Regions from separate parts of the Oryctolagus cuniculus genome. Here region 1 is linked to region 2. A link is a contact called in public Hi-C data. All regions are on one chromosome and are shown on one strand. Each heading gives the region's core, a stretch centred on a gene start, on an enhancer-like site or on the middle of the called end of the contact. The rest is flanking DNA. Distances are from core to core; before and after follow the strand shown.

Region 1 (5,695 bases), core at 3,015-5,514, 83 kb before region 2:
AGATAACTCCTATTCATCTTCCTTCTGGAGCCCATGCAATCGTCTGCCTTAGCCTGTGAGCAAGAAATCATCATCAAAGCTACAAGTTGCTATGTGCCAAACCCTGTTAAAGCACTCACATAATTCAACTCATTTCATTCTCGCAGTACCCATTCGAACTGTTTCTACTAAGCTGCAGAAAAGTTAGTTATTCAACCATGAACACCCAGTGCACACTGGAGGGAGGCAACATAGGAAATCAAGCAGCGGGGAAGAAGCATTTGTTCCAGCACTTAAGATGTCTACATTTCACATCGGAATATGTGCATTCAATCCCCAGCTCTGGTTACTCCAGCTTCCTGCCAGTACAACCCTAGCATGCAGAGATGATGGCTCATGTAATTGGGTCTCTGTCACACATGTGGGAAATCTGGATTGAGTTCCCAGCTCCTGGCTTTGGCCTTGGCCAAGCCCTACCTGTTGAGGGCACTTGGGAAGTAAACCAGCCCGTGGGAGTTCTGTGTGTGTGTGTGTGTGTGTGTGTGTGTATGTTTTCTCTCTGACTCTCAAATAAATTAAAAATAATAATACATTTAAGCGGCTGGCACTGTGGCACAGCAGGTAAAGCCTGCAGTGCCAGCATCCTATATGGGCACCAGTTGGAGTCCCACATGCTCCTCTTCCTATCCAGCTCTCTGCTGTGGCCTAGGAAATCAGTAGAAGATAGCCCAAATCTTTGGGCCCCTGCACCCACATGGGAGACCTGGAAGAAACTCCTGGCTCGTGGCTTCGGATCGGCGCAGCTCCGGCCGTTGTGGCCAACTGAGGAGTGAACCAGCAGATGGAAGACCGACCGACCTCTCTCAGCCTCTGCCTCTCTGTGGCTCTGCCTTTCAAATAAATCTTTTAAAAAAAGTAAGACAATTTAAAAAAATGAATTCAAGCCATAGAACCTCATAAGCCCTACTGCAAACCACGGCACATTGAGAGAACAACCATGTGTTTTTTCTCTCTGAGGCGGCCTCCTCAATCTGTCTTCAGAGGCAGCTCCAGTCTCAGTTACCTTTCCAGGTAGAAGTCAGGGACTCTCCCTTGTTTTTCCCATCCCATGGAGCGCATGCTGACTTCTGCAGGGATTTCATGGAAGTCTGACTTATTCAGTTTCTGTGGAGAGGATTACCTGTCCTTGCCCATGTGGAAAATAAGTAGAAGCCTAATATCTCTGAAGAAATTCTTTTTAATGAACTCTTACAAAGCCCATGTGCTGGTGTTGGGCTAAAGATGGAAGAACTGAAGGTTTTGAGATCCCTCACTTGTAATCCTATACTGATGACCTAGAACTTCCCATTGGAACATCAAGTACCAAGGACCAAATACCTGCTCCTTTCAGCTTTGAGGCCATAGCTGAAGCTGTCAAGAGAGGAAGCGTCCATTTTAATGTTCTACTTAGCTTATTACTGTCTGTTACTCAGCTAATTACTAAGCCAGGAAGAAAGCTGTCACCTAGTTAGAAACAAATTAATAAACCTCCAAGGAAGTCAAAGCTATGGGATAAAATGATAATGTCAATGGGTATATTTCTAATTTTCATCTAATTAACTATTCTATGCATACTTCAGAATATGGCAAAGCTTACCCAACTCCCATAATTCCAGGGATGAGTATATGAACTCAGTCCCATTGATCATCAAATTCCATCCCACCAGCTCCAGGGATGTACAAGTGACCCAGTTTAATTCAGTGAGTATTTCCTTCTATTTATCCCAGAACTATTAGAAAATAAATGCTTTATTTTTTTCTGGGCTTGTTAAACTGATTAAGTCTAATTGGTAGCCAATTTTGCCACCAATGGAGATAATCCATCTAATTATGAAGCCAAAACATAGGAAAACATGCCAAAAGAAGAAGAATCAGGATGGCACATCAGAAACCCTGATGGAGTTACATATGAAGCCAAAGCTCTGAAATTTTCAATTATACAAAATCAAAAAATTTATTGAGCAATCAACTTGCAACTGAATGGTCCTAATAGATTGTTTTCAACATTAATGGAAAATATAAAGAATTTTCACAGGGACCATCATGAGATATAGATTGTTCCTCCTAATACCCCTAAAATTATATGCCATATGCAGTTGATTCCACTGAACCTATGCCCTAGGCACTGTCAGTTCCCTAACCTCATCCCTTAAGAAATGTTATTTGTGCAGAACCATGGGTTTCCAACATCAAACACCTAGATCCTTTTCTTGAGGGCTTCTGCACATAGAATTCATTTGTGCTTATATGCTGGTGGACCAGAATTTCCTCCATTTTTTAAAGATTTATTTATTTATTTGAAAGTCAGACTTATAGAGAGGGAAAGGCAGAGGCAGAGAGAAAGACAGAGACAGAAGTCTTCCATCCACTGGTTCACTCCCCAAATGGCCACAACGACCAGGGCAAGGCCAGACAGAAGCCAGGAGCTTCCTCCAGATCTCTCACATGGGTACAGGGGCCCAAGAATTTGGGCCATCTTCCACTGCTTTTCCAGGTGCATTTGTAAAGAACTGGATAGGAAGTAGAGAAGCAGGGACAGAAACCAGAATACATATGGGAAGCCAGAGCTGCAGGTGAAGGCTTTATCTGCCATGCCACAGCACTGGACCACATTTCTAAATAGCTTCTATATGCTGGAAGGAGTCTTCAACTAATGACTGTGAAAAGTTGGTAGGTAAACACCCCAGTTCCCTCATACCTTATTTTCACTGACACACAACCAACCACAGTTCCCTATAGGATTGAGTCAATATAGCCACAAAGGGTAATTCAAAAAGTTCATGGAAAAATGGAATTAAAATTTTATTTTGATGCAAAGGAATTTTAATGCAGCCACAGATTTCCTTTTACTTAATCTTTCATTAGATGCCATTTTTCAGAAAGTATATGCAGCAATTCTATCCTTGCATCAATCATATTGCCATAATCTTCCCAGTCATATTTCTTCCCATTTTATTAGATGAAGGGAAAAAACATATACCCATCTGTTAGCAAATATATATATGTGCACACACATTTACACACACATCGTTCCTATGTCATTTAGATATAGGTTTTTCAAAAAGAAACTAGACCAGCAACTTTTAGTCACGCACAATTGCTCAGGTAATGTTTTGAAAATTTCTAATGTGTTCTTTTGCATCTTTGAAAAAAATAATCTTTGCCTTGAGTACATAACACGTGCTTAGGGAGAAATTATAAAGTCTTAACTGAAGAAACTCAGTAAAAGAACAAGCTAAGTGTGTCACTTAGGAGTTGACTTTGGCAGCTAGTAACAGAAAACAGAGTACAGTGACTGAAAATGTGGGGATTCTTTTTCCTTCATTAAAGGAAGTCCAGAATTGGGTCCTCCAGGATAGGGAGTATTAGCAAAGCCATTCTGGCCCCAGGATCCCTTTTTGTCTCCACTATCTTTAATGTCTGGCTTAAATTTTCAAAGTCAAAAGGTGGTTCATTCTTTACTTAGTGTAGAGTTAATCTTACGAGTATAAAGTAAAGTGAAAATAGATCACTGTAAAAATTCAGAGAGGGGATAGGAGAGGAAGGAGGTGGAAGGGTGGGAGTATGGGCTGGAGGGAAAGTGAGGTGGGAAGTGTCACTATGTTCCTAAGTCTATACACATGAAATACGTGAGATTTATATACCATAAATAAAATTTTAAAATAAACAAATGAAAAAGATTTTTTTAAAAAAGTGGTTCATAGAGAACAAACATCATGGTGGTTTTCCAGGTGAGGGGGAAAGAGTGAGGATCTTTTGGATTTTAATGTTCTTCTGATAACCAGAGCATGATACAAAAGTGAATGGCAAGATCTCTAAACCCTTGCTTAGCATGACTAATTGCAATACAATTCCTTTAGTTAATGCTCAATCTTTTGCAGAAGAAAATGCGCAGTTTCTTCTACAATTTATTTCTTCCTTTATTCTCCCCTTGAGGGGAAATATATAATCTCTGAAGGAAGAAGTGTGATGCTTGGGTGACTTGGTGTCCTTGGAAGGAGAGTGCAATCACCAGATATTTGTTGTGCCTTCACTGACACCCATGGTCTTCCATCCTTTGTCCCTGACTTCCTACCAGGTAGGTTTCTGGTCACCAGGGGTGAAGTTGGTAGCTATTGAGTGCATGATGCATTTTTTTTGTTGCAATAAAGCATACTATATCTTTGTCATATTGATTCAGTTTCCTCCCGGCTCTTGCCGGATATAGACCCATGCACCATCTCCACTAAATATAGCCTCTTACACAACAACCCATGCATCATCTGTGCTGTCAAGTCAGTGACCACACTACATGGCAAAGGAAAGAGGCTAGGAAGTGACCCTAGAAATCCCGGGTGTGTGACCATGCTATTCTGCCCTCATAAATGTGGCAGGCTGTCTCCATGTTGATTTGGGATACATTACATATAATCTCCTCCTTAAGTACCCAGAAGGGAAGTGAGAAAAAAAATGAAACAGTACACTGTGCTCAGCATTACTATCATTTATCAAGCATGCTGCCTTTCTCCAGGTCCAAGCTGGAAGAAGAAAATCTGGATATGGCATCTAACCTCCTAGAAATATTAGCATGGTTTCTGCTTATGCCTTTCTAAATACATGCACTCATAAGCTTAGCCCTAATAGACCAAAAGTATCCATCTGCTGAAGGAAGATTAGAATTTATTACAAAAGGAAACCATTTATTACGATGGGAATGAAAAGAGGAAAGAGATATTCCACTTCTGATATGTAAATAGAATAATGCAGTAGCAAAAGTGCATTGCAAGCCAGGATATTGTCTTGAAAAATGATCTCCTATACTTATTCATCTGTTTTCCTAACCCTTTTGCATTTCAATAACCAACATTGAAGGATTCTCAAAGTAGCAGAGCTTTCTCCCAGAGTAAATAAAATATCCCAGACTCAATTAAGATTTGAGAGGTGGTCAGGGTCATAAAAAAGGATGGGAGAGAAGGGAGATGACAGAAAGATAAAAAACAGGAAGAGAGAAAAGAGATATTGATTGGTAGAGAACAAGACTGTCAGAAATGTTTCCAAGTCTTGAGCCTTGATCATTCACACTAACCTGTGATCTTGTCCAGTGGAAGAAAGCTCTGAGTCATTGAGTTTCCATATAGCATAAACAGGACATTAAAATGGTTGAGAATTTGGTATGGTGTTTAGCAGATGAGATGGTTTTGGTGGCTCTATAGAAAGAGCTACAGAGTAGACCACCAGATGGAGCCCAAGTGAGCATTACAACCTGTCATTGAGGGGCCTGTAAACATCAGGCATGAGGTGAGCCCATCACCCATTGTTTTACTCCATACATAACCCTTACAAAATTGTTGGAGAAATCAGAGTGTGCTCCACCATACCCCAGCCACAAATAAGGAAGCAGTGAGAAAATACAAACAAATCACTGCTCCACAGGGGAGGGGTGAGAGGGGTGGAGAATGCTTCTCTATCTCTCCCCTCATCCCAGGCAGTTGGGGGAGAAAAACTAACTCAAACTGCATCTCTTTTTCCAGAGCAACTGATTATTAATTACCTAAAGAAATTATGTAAATTATCTCAATTAAACTTCAAACTAGATTATTTAGTATTTTCTTTCTACAACCCCTACTAGGTGGTGGTTGCCTTTGGCCGTCTGAATTACAGTAAGAATTAAGTTTTTAACCCCATTAAATTAGAATTT
Region 2 (5,760 bases), core at 1,067-3,566:
TTCAAAAGAGAAATGTGGAAAGGGCATGGGGACATGGGGCCTGATGAAGTTGAGTTAACGTGGGGCTGATACCCTCCAAAAGTGGATGCTCAGGGTGCCTTCACCAGAGCCAAGGGGCATTTCCACCTGCCTTATCTGGCTTTGGTCCTCTCACTGGGGATCCACTGTGTTAGGAAAAAAAAAAGCCCTTTTAACAGTGTCAGTGTTCCTCTTTCTATGGGTGATGTCATCATTCCTGTAGCCAAGGCGTCTGCTACTAAACAGTACTTAGCAACACATAAGCAGTATCTTCTCCTCTTATTGCCCTCAGTTTTTTTTTTTTTTTTTCCTGATGAAATTGGGAAATAACATTTTTCAGGGAGGTAGGAGCAAGAGCTGAAGAAAGGAAGCTGGGCTTGAAACAATTTTTTGAGTTGTGTCACTTAAAAGAAGCAAGAACACAACTAAATTTTCACCCTGTGACAACAGCTCAGACGGGAAAAAAAATAATAGCAGTTTTGAAATATGGCTTTAAAGGAAGTGGTTTCCATGCATCTGTGCACCATACATTCTTCTTCAAAGTGCTAGATGCCTTTTGCTGGGCTTGGCGCGGTTTTTCTTTCTCATGTCTTTCTTTGTAAAGTGGGTGGGGAAGATTAGACAAAAGAAAGTTCTGCACTGGCCAATTAAGAGTGATGTTTAGTCTAAAGTTCCTGCTTCTCATTCTAGGGAATGTCTTGAGTTCCCTTTTAGTTACATCCTACTTAGATAATCAAAAATATGTAAGTGTATCATCTTCCTCTATCTAGCTAAGACTATCTTTGAGAAAATAGTTGTATATATATTTTTTAAGATTTATTTATTTCTTTGAAAGTCAGAGTTACACAGAGAGAGGAGAGGAGAGGTAGAGGTAGAGAGAGAGAGAGAGAGGTTTTCCATCTGCTGGTTCACTCCCCAGATGGAGTGAGGTGCTTCTTCTTCCAAGTCTCCCACGTGGGTACAGGGGCCCAAGGACTTGGGCCATTTTCTACTACTTCTACAGGTCTCGAACCGGTGCCCATATGGGATGCTGGTACTTCAGGCCAGGATGTTAACCCGCTTGCGCTACAGCGCCACCTCAAGTTGTATATTTCTTAAAACTTATAGTTTGATTTAAATCCTCAAATTCTGGAAATAAAGTTTAATAAGAGGCTTGCTATTTTTAAAATAGTCTGTATTTTAAAATTCATAATAACTATCCATTTTGTTACAGGTTCATGTATTTATTTGAAAGGTACAGTGAGAAAGAGGGAGACACACACACACACACACACACACACAGATATCTTCTATCTGTTTCATTCCCCAAGTAGTCAGGGATTGGGCAGGCCATAGCCAAGAGCCAAGAACTCCATCCTGGTGTCTCACATGACCAGACCCAGGGGCCCAAGTACTTGGGTTTTCATCTGCTGCCTCCCAGGTACATGTACAGGAAATTGGATTGGAAGCTTGAAGTAGCCCATATAGTTTGGGGCAACTCAAATGATACCTTAACCTATTGTGCTACAATTCCCACCATCTATTTTAAATAGTAGCAATATCTATAATTAGTCAAAAGCCTGACATGTTAAAATAATTCTAATAAAGTCATTCACTATCCTAATTTCATGAGATATACATTTTGAATTTTCAGGAAACAGACTTGGAGAGATTATATAAAATTTCACATCTAATAACCTATTGTACAACTTATTTTCATCAAACAGAAGTCAAGGCTATGGGCTCCTGAACAGCAAACTTTGAACTAACACTATAGTTTTTTCTAACCTCAGTCTTCTAAAAGGTATAGTACATACCCAGACAATTGCACCACGCTGGTGTTGGTTCAGGGTAATTGTGTATGCCCTGTTGCTGAGAGAAAGGCGAGGCTGCAGTAGGATGAGCCTGCAGCTGCAGTGAATTGTGCTAGTGGAAACTGGCCCATGTGTCATAATTGGCATGTGAATACCTGTTGCCAATAACCCCAAAGTAGACAGTGTTTTACTTTTAGTCACCCAGCAATTTAGTCATAAACAAAACAGATTTACTTCAATTGCCTAAGAAAAATACTCAGTGTTGTGCCACATGTCATCCATGCACTCTTTCTTCCTAATAATTCATTTTGGCTGCTTTGTATGAGTTGAATACTGGTGCCAAACAGGCTCTTTCCCACAAGTTCAAGACTAATGTTGCAAAAGTTAACACCTTCCTGTGCCCACATGGAGTGCTTGTTCTGTAGGGGCTCTGACAAACTACTTATAGCTTCTTCCAGACAGACCTACTAGAGCTTTGTAAGAATAAACAGACTTCAAAGGCCTCCCGGGGGAAAAAACTGTCCTGGCTAAGTCTATAATTTAGCCTATCTTTAGAGAGGCACAGCTCCATAAAGAGAGAGGCCCAAGGAGGCCAGGCTGTTTTATATAGTTAACGTTTCCTTAGCTTAATTGTAAAGACTAAATGACAAGTAGCAAACTGCTCTTGCAGGAGCGTGGGAGCCTCAAAGCTGTAGAAGGCAGTTCCACCATGCATGGGAGTAAGTGTGTGGGTGGGAGTTATAGTCTATTGCTCTATTGCTAGTCCAGAATAACCTGCATAAACATCTTTACAATGGTACCTTGAACAGAATCAATAAACCCCTATTAAAGGCACTTCATACATTATTTAAAATAAGCACATAGTACCTTATATCCAGAACAGAAAAATATTGTTTTACATCCAAGAAAAGGATTTCTAAAAGAGCATTAAACTCAACAAGATGAAAGATAATACAGTTGAGTTTTCATTTTATTTTCAAATATTAATTCAAAAGCCGATGTGCTCTACTCCTTCAGAAGTATCAAAAAGAAGTTGGCTTTGTTGCTGGCAAAGCCTTGATTAAACCCAGGAAGTAAATGAAAGTAACACCAAAGAACACAGCAAGGGCGTAGTAGAGATGATCAGTCACAGATCTCTTCCATCCTGGCCCTCAGGGGCTATGTGATGGACACCCTGCCACATAGCAGAAATAAAGTTACTATTTCATACAACTTGTAATAGAATTCTGTCCTTACAAATGAAGAGCAATGCAGGCCACATAGACATATAGTATAAATACTGTGATGACTCCCACGTGGCTATAATTCTGGACTTTGAATTTAATAAGAAAAGGGGGAATCATAAAAACAATGACATTTTTCTGTCTGCTGTCTTTAGATTTATCACTTGAACACTTGTGTTCTCTTTCACTACATTTTGCGTGCGTATGGTATTTACTTAATTTATCATAATTACTTGTTATTTCAGGTTCATTGTCTTTGCAAGGCTGTATATTTCAAGGGGTCAGGCCTACATCTGCTCACCTTATAGCCCCAGATGCTGTGAAAGGCTGAAGTCATACTTAATGTTCAGTGACTATGTGTGGGCAGGTTAGGAAAGTTGAAAGTAACAGGCAAATAGTGAATATGTGGCAGTAACTCCTAAGCTGGAGATCTACAGTGAGCAAAGTTTGAAAGGGGGAAAGAATGTTCCACATTGTCTAAAAATATTTATTACTGGGAAAGCTAGGTGGGATCAGGCCCTGTCAGCAGTTATTCATTGCTAGGCCTACTGCAGAAATATAGGCATTCAGATTCATCCAGGTAGGGTCATTTGATTGATGGCACAATCACAAAGGGAACAAATTAAGACTTCTAACATTAAGTTTAAAAGGAATTCAAACAATGTATGTCATGTTAATTTATTTGTGTTTATGATTTAACTCTATTACATTGTGGAATGAATTTATAAAATATACTATAATTTTCAAAAGAGTTTCTTGGATATTTCTTCAGACACTTATTCTATACCCTGAGGTATATCTGTGCGTGTATGTGGGGAATGAACCAGCAGATGAAAGATCTCTCCCTCTGTATCTACGTCTCTCCCTCTCTCTACATACCTATATATATTTATACATAATACATATACAAATGCTATATATACATACTCCATATTATTTACATGCCAGCCTTGTGGCATAGAGAAAAGCCAATGCCTTTGATGCTGGCATCCCATTTGGGCACATGGGCACAGGTTCAAGTCATGGCTGCTCCACTTCTGATCCAGCTTTCTGCTAATGTGCCTTGGGTAGGGGCCATCCGAGGATGGCCCAAGTATTTGGACTTCTGCTACCCATGTGGGAGACAGAGATGAAGCTCCTGGCTTTGGCCTGGCCCAATGCTGGCTGTTGTGGCCATCTGGGGAATGAACCAGCAGATGAAAGATCTCTCCCTCTGTCTCTGCATCTCTCCCTCTCTCTATAACTCTTTCAAATAAAAAAATAATCAGATAAATAATTAAATCAATGTCTGGGAGTGCCACTGGGGTGCCAATTGAATCAATCAAATCAATGTCTGGGAGTGCCACTTGGGTGCCACTCCCAGACATTGATTTGATTGATTCAATTGGTCTAGGTTGTGTTCTATTTTTTCTTTCAAGTTCTTTTCAGAAGTTTTTTATTTGACAGATAGAGTAAGACAGTGAGAGAGAGAGAGAGAGACAGAGAGAAAAGTCTTCCTTCCGTTTGTTCACCCCCCAAATGGCTGGTACGGCCAGAGCTATGCCGATCCGAAGCCAGGAGCCAGGTGCTTCCTCCTGGACTCCCATGCGGGTGCAGGGCCCAAGCACTTGGACCATCCTCCACTGCACTCCAGGGCCACAGCAGAGAGCTAGACTGGAAGAGGAGCAACCAGGACTAGAACCCTGCACTGTAGGTGAAGGATTAACTAAGTGAGCCACGGTGCCAGCCCTGTAGGTTGTCTTCTATTGATCCAAGATATAGCCAAAGTTGAGAACAACTACCCTAGTTTTAGTCTTATTTTTTCTAGTATGGGCTCATAATTACCAGCTCCTAATTTCCATTGAGGGTTCAAAGAGAAATTATGAAATTATAGTCCTTAACATTCCAAATTCACCTAGTTCTATTTTTCCTTTATGTAGGCAGAAGAAATAGAAAAGGACAGAGGTAGGGGTGGGAGCTTGGGAAGCTGGGAGGGTGTTATCCCTCCAAGTTCTTCCAATTACAGGTTCATTAGGGGTAACAAGCTCTCCTTTGTCAAAAGCAAACACTCTTGAAGGATTAAGCCTCATTCTTGCCTGGGTGTGAATGACTTTAATCAGATAATCTCCTATCACCTAGTTGGGGATTTGTGAACTGAAGGTCTAGGGGAGGCAAGGAGGTGGAGCTGCAAGGCCCAGCCTGGGATACAGGCCGCTAAGAAGCTTGCTCTTTGGGAACCCCATGCTCATGACACTTAGTAGATTTTTCACAACGACTGCAGTGGTTAGAAGAGGATGTGGTTCCTGAACGTATGCTGAGAGTTAAATATCAAAACCATTAAGTTGATGGTACTAAGAGCTGGAAGCTTAATCCAATTATGGTGTCTAGGAGGTGGGCCTAATGGGAGGTCCTTAGGACACTCGGGGTGAGCTCCTGGAAGAGGGTTGGTTGTAAAAGCCCAATCTATTGACTCTTCCTGCTGGCTTGCCATGTAATTGTTCTTCTGCCATGCTCTGCCATTTGCCATCCTCCAACCTCACAAGGTAACTGAACCAATGGATTCTGCTCCACCTTAGATCATGAACCTCCAAATCAAGAGCCAGAATAAGCCCCCTGACTTCATAAATAGTGTGCCTTAGATATTTCACTGTAGTAATGGAAAGCTAATACAATGACAGTAGAAAAAAATCTGAAAAATAAACATTCTCCATATTTCAATGATTTATTGAAAGTCATCAAGTCTCTTA

Evidence for each region. Hi-C and Micro-C count contacts between places; a contact is called where the count stands out from the background.
Region 1: a contact with region 2 is called in a Hi-C map of embryonic fibroblasts, with 2.0 times the contacts expected there. The contact joins two enhancer-like sites. A contact is called at or near these places in 4 of 6 Hi-C or Micro-C datasets (embryonic fibroblasts, psoas muscle, skin fibroblasts and 1 more).

What each region holds. Positions count from the first base shown.
Region 1 is chr4:128,882,215-128,887,909 of mOryCun1.1, reverse strand. No RefSeq gene overlaps it. Among named protein-coding and RNA genes, the nearest start is that of MBNL1, 70 kb to the right of the region's middle. Within about 2 kb of position 4,264, at least 1 of the 8 cell types and tissues checked has an H3K27ac peak or open chromatin away from gene starts, as enhancers often do.
Region 2 is chr4:128,796,842-128,802,601 of mOryCun1.1, reverse strand. All of the region lies in intron 1 of MBNL1 (muscleblind like splicing regulator 1), which reads left to right. Among named protein-coding and RNA genes, the nearest start is that of MBNL1, 15 kb to the left of the region's middle. Within about 2 kb of position 2,316, at least 1 of the 8 cell types and tissues checked has an H3K27ac peak or open chromatin away from gene starts, as enhancers often do.